Regions from separate parts of the Zea mays genome. Here region 1 is linked to region 2. The links are chromatin contacts, called in public Hi-C maps. All regions are on one chromosome and are shown on one strand. The core of a region is the stretch at or near the end of the contact, and the rest is flanking DNA. Distances in the headings are between cores, read along the strand shown.

What was found. A called contact is a pair of places that touch in the nucleus more often than the background predicts.
Region 1: a Hi-C map of leaf shows a contact between it and region 2, with 8 times the contacts expected there. The contact joins the promoter of LOC100272802 here to the promoter of LOC103634867 in region 2. A contact is called at or near these places in 7 of 25 Hi-C or Micro-C datasets (bundle sheath, ear, leaf and 1 more) and 1 of 3 datasets of contacts at active chromatin or transcription factors (leaf).

Annotation. Positions count from the first base shown.
Region 1 is chr8:17,870,447-17,875,902 of Zm-B73-REFERENCE-NAM-5.0, forward strand. It overlaps LOC100272802 (putative leucine-rich repeat receptor-like protein kinase family protein), which reads right to left and starts at 2,747. Exons shown (of 11, transcript NM_001360123.1): 1 at 2,228-2,747; 2 at 1,734-1,866; 3 at 1,551-1,622; 4 at 1,279-1,422; 5 at 1,115-1,186; 6 at 971-1,030; 7 at 753-850; 8 at 472-621. The coding sequence starts at 2,327.
Region 2 is chr8:17,735,395-17,740,976 of Zm-B73-REFERENCE-NAM-5.0, forward strand. LOC103634867 (universal stress protein A-like protein) reads left to right here and starts at 3,252. Exons shown (of 4, transcript NM_001150615.2): 1 at 3,252-3,530; 2 at 3,613-3,716; 3 at 3,836-3,954; 4 at 4,111-4,421. The coding sequence starts at 3,356. The coding sequence ends at 4,189.

The sequences.
Region 1 (5,456 bases), core at 1,497-3,996, 130 kb after region 2:
CAAGATTGCGAAATAGGCTGCACGCCAAAGTCCAAAAGTAACTGGGAGATCATACAGGTAAAAACTAAAAAGCTACATAAGTTTTATGATGTATACTGCTAATGCCAATGGCACTAAGTTTCTAGCACACACAACTAATGTTACAAGGAGAATGTATTTTATGTCAAATTTGCGAGTGATTGTGAAACTTCTTATCAATGCCACATGGCTGAAAAAAAACAACTCTCAAGTCTCTGAGTGCTATTGGGGAAACAACTCAGCTATTCAGTCTACTGAAACTCCTGTAGCTCAAATTGACTAACAACACTTACATTCATGTAAATTTACTGTGGGATTGACCAGAAGGTGAAATCTCTAAGATCTTAAAGTGCCAGTGGTTGCTGCAACTAAGAAGCTAATCTAATGCAACACGTCGAGATCTAGGTGGTTGTTATCATGATCATACGGGAACAGAATAAAAAAGAACATTACCATTAACATCAAAAAAGATCTGCTGATTTCGCCTATGACGCCACCAAAGAAGTATACCGACTACAAAGGCGATAAAAGCTACTGAACCAACAGTTACTCCACATATTGTAGCAATATGATGGCTCTTTCCAATGCCTTGTTGTGGCTGAGCTGAGGAAAAGGAGACATATGTGAGTGCCCCAAATTTGACGCCACTACAAGGAGAGATATGACGCCACCAAGAAGAAAAGGTAGTTATTTTCTTCTGTTCCCCAAATTTGAACAACGGAAAGAGATCTCACTTTTCAGATCATCTGGTGGGTAAGAGAGTGGGTCAAGTGACACAGAAGAGCACTTATCTCCAGAATTATTACCACAAATCATTGGATTTCCAGCTATGCTGTATAAACAAACAATAAAATCGAAGCGTGACCATGCAAACAGTAATCCTGGCATAGCATGTAGTGTTCAGGCAGAAATCATTTCAGCTATGAAAAGGAATAAAATTAAAATTACTTACATAAAGGTTCTTGCAGAAATCTTGGGTAATGGACCGCTGAGATTGTTAAACGAAAGATCTCTATAACAGAAGGCAACTAAAGTGAATCAGTACTGAAATAGGGAAAGAGAAAAAGAAACAATAAAACGGGATTCCAGAGCATACACGAGAGCAAAACCATCAATGCTGGCAAGTGAATCAGGCAGAACTCCAGACAAGCTATTATTGTTCAACTTCCTGGTAGCAAGAAGAGAGCTAGAAATGAGCCAAAACGAAATCACAACGATCAGCGAGAGTGTTGAAGATCAAGATTGAAGTAAGAATCGTACAAATAATTGAGGTTCTTGAGCTTTCCAAGCGAACTTGGGATAGTCCCCGTGAGCTGGTTATCTGACATGTCAAGAGTCTTCAGCATCCCCAGCCTTCCTATCGTACCGGGAATAGGGCCGGAAATCCCATTGTTCTGCAACAGCCTGTCGATCAGCAAAACAGAGCGCTTCGATTCATTCAACCAGATTGGACCACTAAGGAAACCTCAAGTTTGAATTTTGAAGCGTTAGTGCTATGGGTAAACAATAGCGGGTGAGCAAACTAAACTTACACAGATTGCAGCCTGGTGAGGTTGCCGATGCCGGGTGATAGCTTCCCGGACAAGGTCTGGCTAGGCAGCCCTCTGCAAACGAAGGGACGCAAGTGAGAAGATCGGCCCAAAGCAGCCACTGCCGGTGCTCTTCAGAATGTGGGCATGAACAAGGGGGAGGCCGGAGGGGGGGCGTAAACGTACAAGGCGGAGACGTAGCCGTCGGAGGAGCAGGTGACCATCCTCCAGCTGCAGGGGTCGACGGAGTTAATGTCCCAGTTGTCGAGCACGTTGTAGGGGTCCTCCAGCTCCGTCTTGATGGCCATCAGGGCCACCACTGCGTTTCAGAGCCACAGTTGAGCTTCACCGAATTTTGTGGTGCCAAAGGAACAGCTAAAAACTCGACAGACATGAGGAGGAGGAGGAGGAGGCACGAGCACAGCAGGTACATTAAATTTTCCCTTCGTTTAATGCTCTTCCTCATAGTGGACCTTTTTAGATCATCTTTGAAACCAGATTGATGCCAAAAGAGAGAGTGAATGTTTTTCAACAAATTTGAGCCAACAAACTGCGTTGCCTGATTGAAAATATTGGCCATGTATGTGTATCTTTTACTCCAAAAAAAAAGTGTGGGCATTTTGTTAAGACTTGGGAAACGAACGAGGAGAGGAGCAGGGTAGCCTGGGTAGGTACGGTACCTTCGTAGTTGATGCCGGCAGGGGAGAGCGTGGCGTCGGACGACGGCAGGATCGCGGCGAGCAGAGCAGCGACCGGCAGGCACCACCACCACCACCCCATCGACACCCGCGGCCGCAACCCCGCAGATTGAATTCAGCAAACAAGCCGGGGGGAAGAGGAGCGAACACCAGTGGCCAGCTCCAACGCGCAATACCGCCGCAGCAGCAGCAGCAGCAGCAGCAGCAGCGAGGGAGGAAGACGCGGCGGCAGTGGTCGAGAAACCAGCAGCCAAGAAAGACGAAGGCCCCGCCCCCCTCTCTATCCGACGGAGGACGGACCCGGTCTCCAGTCCAGACACGGACACCCAATGATGCCGCCGCGGACGCAGCGCGAAAGCGAGAGCGAGGGGAGTCACGCGAGCTCCGCAGAGGAAGGATGGTGGGCAGCCAGCCAGTGTTGGGGCAGGGCAGCGGCAGGGGGGAGGGATCGAGGGAAACGCCAACGAGCAGGGATGCAGGGGCAGCAGGCTGTGCCGGCCCCTGCCACTCCCCCCCACCTATCAGTCCAGTCCAGCACCATGCTGCTGCTCCTGCCGCTGCCGCGGCCGCTGACGCCGCTGATGCCCACCCACTCCACGCCGCTGCAAACGGCCAAGCGCTTTTCCCCCGGACCGGCCCGACCTGCCACGGGCGCGCATGCCTAGCAACCTCCATCCATCCTTTTCGTTTCTCTCTCTCTCTCTGTCCCCCTAGATTTTCTGGCAAAGAAGGCGCGTGCATTTTCAGGAAAAAAAAAAGAGAGGAAGAAATGCTCTTGCTTGATAGAGTCGTTTTCATCAGGGGTGCTTTGCCTGGTTCAGCTTGCCGACGGCCGCGTGGCCGCGTGGGGAGAGCCTTTTTTTGTTCAGAAGTGGAGGGACGGTGCCTTGCCTGCTCATCGGAAACCATAGTTTTATCACTGCCACAGGAGGTGTCGAATTCGCTGGCACTAAACTACCGGCCCGGCCCGGCAACACATTTACCGGCGGCCGTGCGCGTTTAGCGAGGATGAACAACCCACCCATCTGCCTCTAGCAATAGCCCTTGAGCGTTCTCTCTGGCTGTCATCATCTAGACATCCACCCTACCAAACGACAGCGCTAATGACAGGAGTATTAGTAGTACAGGGCGCATTTTTGTCACGAACAATATAGTCTACGAGACCGAGACGTACGGCGGTGGGCGCGAGTATCTACGCCGCTGATGTGTGCTAATAATAAAGAACGGAATGATGGGGGGGAATATGAGAGAGAGGCGGGAGAAGAGGTTGAAAGCTCGCTGGGTGGGCAGGCACTGGCGAGTCACATGCCCGCCTTTTATTTTGTCCCGTCCTTTCTCCTTGTCGCTCTACCATCCCCTTCGCGCGCGCGCGCTCTCTCTCTCTCTTGTTCGTCAGTGGCCAGCTTGGCTTGCTAATGCGTTTTTTTAATGGTGTTCATCATTCACTCGCTGATCGACTTCTTAGGTTCAGGTTGGCAACTTACCCATGATCCATGAACAAATTCCAACTTAATGGCATGTTAAATACTGGAGTACCGCGGTAGATGGTGTAACATCTAAAAAAATTTGATACGGTAGAAATTAAACTTTAGTCCGGGAAACCAAACAAGCCCCAATTAGTTACCACGGTAGATGGTGTAACAATATAATAACAGTGACTGTGCAGCGTAACAGTGGAAGTGGAGAGAGAGCGGTGCATGCATACACAAGTGGTTGTCTGCTTCTGCATAGAGATGGCAATGGGGACCTGATCATCGATTCCCTACGGGGAATTCCTCCATTACAGGGTGGGGATTGAGAAGAAACTTGTAACACCCGGTTTTAAGGAACAAAGTCAGGTGTATCTCATACATGCGCCAAGAAGACAACACATATAATAACAGAGTGTATAGAGATAAATGTCACGATACATCAGAGTATTTATTACATAGCGGAAGACTTATTACAAAATAAAAGTATAACCATAAAATGAACTAAGGATCGTCGGTGCCAATGTCAACTGAGAAACGCCACCTAGATTGAATCGAACTCCTCGATACGTGGCTCCTCCTGAACCACCTGTTCTTCTCCTGTGGGGGGTGTGAGACAGCAAGGGTGAGCTCACACATGTTCATCGCTCAACAAGTTGTGGGGAATAATGTGGCATGAGCTCACCAAAGGTGGGGAGTTCATGAAGTGTAAGGCTGATCAACAATAGAGGTTAAAGCTGAGCATTGCTTTTATAAATTGGTCAAAATTTTATTAGCAGTTACTAAGTGTAAGTGAATACCAAACCATAATAAAATAATAGAACAAAATTAATAACAAATCTCATGCAAATGCAAATGACAAATTGAGTTTAGGTTCCATAATTTAATCATCGGAGAGTCCTGAGCCGCTCATGACCGTGAGCTCGGCTAGTATATCAGTTTTACACTCTGCAGAGGTTGTACCCTTTACCCACAAGTCGTGTTTCCCATGTCGCCAGGGTTAGCTAGGCCCTTAGACACTACCAAGGTGAATGGCTAGTGATCCACTACGAGGCCTTTACAAAGTTCCACTAGCTTCCGAAAACCCGCTACAGTTTATGGGAAGAGCACTTGCAAGAATCCCCCGTCTGACCGCCATCGCAGCAAATCAACCCGAGAACCTCCTTGCATGCAACTCCCCTACTGCCCTTACCCCTTTCGGGTAAGGTAGTCTTCCACTAGCTTTCCTAATTAGTCAGCCAAGGGGTCCCATTCCTCCCTTGTGGTGGCACGTGTTTCTCAAGTTAAGCTCCATGTTCCAATTAACAATAATATAATGATCTTGACATGAACATAAATAAAATAACAAAATACCTGGAACATGGATATAATGAAATATTAATCCCAAAACCATATAAAGCAATAGCTAAAACTACCCATGTGATTCAGGGGCAAACAAGGTAATGAGATAAACAATCTAGGGTGACCTATTGGGTCCCACCAAAATTAAACATATGCATTGAATGATAATAAAGAATATTATTGGGTAACAAAAGTGGATCAAGGGCACAACTTGCCTGGCACTTGAGATTCCAGGTACCAACTTGCTTTTCAGATGACACGTGTCCTCGCACTAGTCGTAGCAATACAAACAAACATGGTATAGATAAAATTAACATCACACCAAATATAAGAACAAACTGAATAATAATCTACGCGTCGCTACGAGGTCGAGGGATCGAGAACTACTAAGATCGGAGTTA
Region 2 (5,582 bases), core at 2,002-4,501:
GAAATTGTGGTGAGGACGTACCCTTTACCGGGGGATGCAGCAGGGTCGTCACTGACCCAAACCCATCCTCCCGGTTCATCAAGTCGGCGTGGTGCCCGTGGGGCTGGTTGGCTGCATGTCCGGCCGATGGGCGCGCGACCGCAGCCGGAGTAGGCGCGAGGACTCCGAGCATGGGCGGAGGTTTGTCCACCAGCGCCCTCTCCCAGTGCTTGGAGATTTTGCCGACCTCCAAGCGCAGATCATCGACGACTCCTTCCATCGAGGTGCGCCAGTCGTCGAACACCCCAGAGGTGCGCTCGATGGCGGTGATGCGCTGCTCCTGTCCCGAGGTGAACGCCGAGAACGCCGCTTCCCAGCGTGCGTCCTGTTCTGCCGCCCGCCGATCCCACTTGGCATCGTGGTCGGCGAATCGCTTGGAAATCTCGTCGAGGACGATCTGCATGTCCGGGTTCATGACGACTTGCCGACGACGTGAACGGGTGAAGTAGCCGTGGTTTGGCTGAAGATCCAGCGCGCGACGAAGGAAGTTGCCAGAAATCGTAGCCTCTGAATACCAATTGTTAACAACTCCGATCACTCCACAGAGAATAAGAACGAGAAGAACGGAGAAGTAGAGCAGAGTGGCGGCTGAAGTAGTTGGCCTTGGGGAAGAGGAAAGGAATTACAGAGTTCAGTTTTCTCCATCCCCTTCCTTTCTCTCACCGCTTACATATACTCTCTTACATGGGCTTAATTCACCCACCACGGCCCAGTTACTTTAGTACTGGCCTGCTTCAGACGACTCGAACGGCGCCTCGCTCCATCTCCTGTTCCGCGTTCTTCTTCAGCATCAGCTTCTCCGGTGTCATGTTCTTCATTATCTCCAGACTTGTCCCGGCCAATGCCTTGCTGTCCTTTAGTGATGCCCACACTCGTCTGACCCGCACATCACGTAAGCCAGCTTCCCGTCGTGGGTATCGTCGCCCGTGAGCTTCTCCTTCGCTATCTTTCCCTTATTCACCGCCTTCCCCTTTGTCCACGGATTAGAACCAAGCTCCGGCGAGGTATAGCGAGGTCTGAAGGAGCGACTGGAGATGCAGAAAATATATGCGATGTAAAGGGCGATGCGACGGCCGTGGCACGACGCGAGCAGAGGAGAAAGTCGACCGACCCGGGCGAGAACACGAGGGTGATGCTCTCTTGGTAGGCGGGTGCCATGCGAGACTAGAAGCTGGAGGTGGAGCAGGGCGAGGCTGTGTTGTTTACGTCGTGGCGTGGCTGGTGTAGGCGCACAACGAAGTCACGCTGGCACGACGCGCGGCTAGATGGCGGCGTGCATGGAGGCGGCGACGACGACGCGGAGCTGCGTCTAAGGCGGGGGTGGGGACAGGAGAAGGAAATAGCTCCTACTGATGTGCGTCGTGACATCACTGTTTGGAGGCAAAGGAACGACAGCAGGGGAGGGGCAGTAAGGGGGAGTACATCACGAGCAAGGGTGCATTTTTTTGTGGGGACGATGGAGGTGGGGAGCTCTTGCCGGCGTTCATTTGACGCGGCGAGGGGTGGGAGACCAATCACCTGGTGTGACTAGGGAAGACGACTTTGTCTAGAAGGCTCTAACGCTGTAACCGGAGGCTGACTCGTTCGACGTCAGATGAAGATCGTGTGTGGCTGGCAAGGTAAGTGGTGACGTGGACGAACGGGATGCAGGCTTTGCTCCCGCGTTTAATATATAGAAAAGAAAAGGCATGGTGCCATCCTTCAAATTCTTCTTGCTACTAGCATATTGCTATCAGTAGGGGTGGAAATTTGGCCCGGGCTCGACGAGCCGGCTCGGTGAGGCTCAGCTCGGCTAGTGCCGGCTCGTGAGCCAAAACGAGCTCGAGCCGAGCCTGGTTTTACAGCTCGCCAGAACTGCGAGCCGAGCCGGCTCGATCCAGCTCGCGAGCCGAGCTAACAACGGCAAGTATACTATTATACCATATTGTTATTATGTTTTGAACTATTTTATTGAATTTCTTGAACTTGATACGTGATACACTTATATTGTAGTCTAAAAATATATTATACTTTTATCTTATATATAATAAAAAATATATAATTTATACTCTAAACGTGATTTAGTGTGAGACTCGCGAGCCATTACCGAGCCTCTCGATCAGGCTCGCAACATGATCGAGCCGAGCCTGGCTCGACTCGCAGCTGCATCGAGCCGCGTCGAGCCGAGCCCCGGCTCGTTTCCGGCCCTAGCTATCAGTCAGTCACATGAAGCAGAATTTATTAAAATATAAGAATCAATGAAGTCCTTACCTCTCATTTCATTCGAATAGGCAACATCTCATTGTAGTTTATTCCTAAGGGCCTGTTTGGTTCAGCTTTTTTCTGACCAGCTTTTCTGAGAATCTGGCTGTGTAGAGAATCTAAATATCATTAGGCTTACGTGCGGAGGAAGATAAAGGTGTCCATAGGACTCAGGATCTAGAAAGTGACGGATTTCTACTATTGCAACGACTCAACCGTTTATGTGTTTATGTTGATGTTGAATGGTTTTTACCCAAACGAATTTTATAGAAGCTGACTGAAAAACTGAGCGTTTGGCAATCCGCAGCAGCTTTTGGTGGCCAGAAGCTCCAAAAAGCTGAAAAGTAAATGGCTTTTGAGGTACTTCCTCTTCTGGTCATAATCAGTATTACATCAGAGTTACGCTCTTGATCACTATTTTTTTTGCAGGTGAATCGATGTGCTAGAATCTGCAGCTGCGCTGATAGTTGTATGCAAAAACTGGAATAACATTCCTGCTGCCAACTTTTTTTTTTTTTGCTTTGCATCGGGAATCTTTACTTTGTTCACTGTTATCAGCTTCATTCATTCGCAGAAGCCAGTATTCTAACATGTTTTCTAGGCTGCTAAAGTGACGATAAGGAATCACGTAAAGGAAACCCAGGCATAAAGACCGTCCATTTGAAATGGGGAAGGAATTTCGGGAAAAAAAAGTAAGGAAAGGTAACGTCGGTATTTCTCTCTCGTTCTGTCTGGTATTTCCATGTCGCATCTCTTTGTTTATATATATATATAGGGAAATTTGGATCCATACCATTAAAAGATCACCACTTTAGATTCATACCATTACTATCTAACTTACATGTGGGTCCACATGAGTCAATAACATGTGGGATCCATGATATATATCTAAAGTTTGGATCTTTTAATGGTATAGATCCAATTGTTCCATATATATATATAAGGATCTGGCCAGGCCAGCAGGAGGGAACACCATACCTGAAACTTCACTGCCTTTTTAATTGTCAGGCACACTGGTCTGGAAATCAGTAGCCTGTTGGCTGCTGTTGCTATTAATCAGTTGGGAGAGAGGGAGATGGCCAGGAGGAACATCGGAGTCGCAGTGGACTTCTCGTCGTGCAGCAAAGCGGCTTTGCGGTGGGCGTCGACGAACCTTGCCAGGAACGGCGACAGGCTCATACTCATCCACGTGAACAGCTCCTGCCAGAACGAGCGGGGCGCCGTTCATCTCTGGGAGCAGAGTGGTTCCCGTGAGTAGCGGCGCAGCGCCTCTTTCTTCTCTCTTCTTGCTTCGTTTCAAGTTGATTTGATGTAAATTCTTTTGTGTTGCAGCATTGATCCCTCTGGCCGAGTTTTCAGACGTCGCCAGGACATACGGTGTGTCACCGGACAAGGAGACGATCGAGATCCTCACTCGAGCGGCAAATCATAGAGGGGTATGGATGTGCCGTGGCTTCGTTCTATTCATTCACACCTTTTCAGTGTTCAGTTCTTTCTGGAAGTTGCTATTGGGAGCGAGCTGATTGCTTAGCCGTCGAAACTGCACAACCCGCAGATCGAAGTCTTTGCAAAGGTGTTGTACGGCGACCCAGCAAAGAAGCTCTACGAAGCAGCCGACCTGGTCCCGCTTAGCTGCATGGTCGTCGGGAGCAGAGGACTAAGCACGCTCAAGAGGTAAACATGCAGAGCTGCTCGTTTCCTCTGAATTTTACGGTCTCAAAAGCCTTCCTGCACTCCAGATCGGTTGACCGACCGACCTTGCCCTAGCGCTCTGTATCAGTCTCCTTACCACCACCAGCTGATGTTGTTGTTGTCGTTGCCTGACCGCAGGGCTCTGATGGGGAGCGTGAGCACGTATATTGTGAACCACGCGGCCTGCCCCGTGACGGTTGTGAAGGAGATGGTGTAGCGTGTTGAACACCGCTGTTTACAAGCCTCACCCTAGCCAGATTGAATAAGCGTGCTTGATAAGCACTGATCAGGGGGATCTTGCTACTTATACGACATTTTGTGCTTGAGATTTGGGTAACTAGGACCGGGCAGAACATGTCTACGTGTTGGGCTCATGGCACTGACATCTGAACATATGCCATTATGCCCTAAGCCTGTTGTAATCGCAAAATACTTTTGCTTATAAAATCAGTTAAGAAAATATATGGCTCCGAGTTTTTTTTAATTTTTTTTAAAAAAGGGACTACTCGCTGAGATGCTGAATTTGCGATTTGTATGCAGTACCTCAACCGGCCGCTGTCTGATCGGACGGTTGACGCGAACCTTGGGGTTCGAGTAGATAATAACTCCTTGTAGCGGCTTCCTTCCCATCTTGGACATGTTTGCACAAAACTTGGGCTGTTTTTCATGACAAGAGAAGTGTATATATAGCATACAAGTTCAGAGTACAGTTCGACAGAATGATCTGCTGACTAATGGCATTATACTGAACGAACTTCTTGATTTAAAACAAACTATTAGCTGGAGCCTACCGCTCAGTCATGTCTGAGCGATAATAATGAACTTGCATATTGCCGGTGCAAAGAGCTCACAACATGCATCTTTCGAATATTTCGACTCCCATGGCAATTTAATTAGGGCTTAAAAAACATCTAGATCTCTAGTTAGATTTTTGATGATTAATAACAACACTAGATTATCGTGACTAACGCCTGGTTTAGAGCATCTCCAAGAGAGGCTCTAAACATGGTCCTATTTTAAATATAAGGCTCAAAACCATAAAACATCCTTCCAACAGGGGCCCTATTTTATAAAATTTCATCAAATGGTTATAGGGCTCGGTCTCTCGGGTCCTAAATATAGTACCTATATACTGGAGCCCTATCCTCATTTTTACTTAATCTCTAACCATTTATTTCCTAATATCATGGTTTATTTCCTAAATAGCATTATTTAAGGCCTGACTATTGGAGTAAACATTTCTTTTGAGACCCTAAACATTCTAAATATGGTCCTATTTCAAATTTTAGGACTCTATTTTAGTGTTTGTTGTTGGAGATGCTCTTATTGACACAAATTTAGCAGGTCATGTGATGGTGATTGATTGAGAGCTTATATGGTTTTTGTGTTCCTATTGATGAGAACCAATTATCGATTTTCAAAAGATAAACAAGAAGGTTAAGTATCGACTAGTTCCAAATATCAATAGGTTGATGAACACATAGATTAGCGATGTGATCTTTATTTTCCCTTTGAGCGCACTATAAAGGGGCATGGATGGTGACAACAATTGTCGGTTGGGGTATAGGGAGCGCCCCTTTTGGATTTGGCAAAGGTTTAGACGATCACCA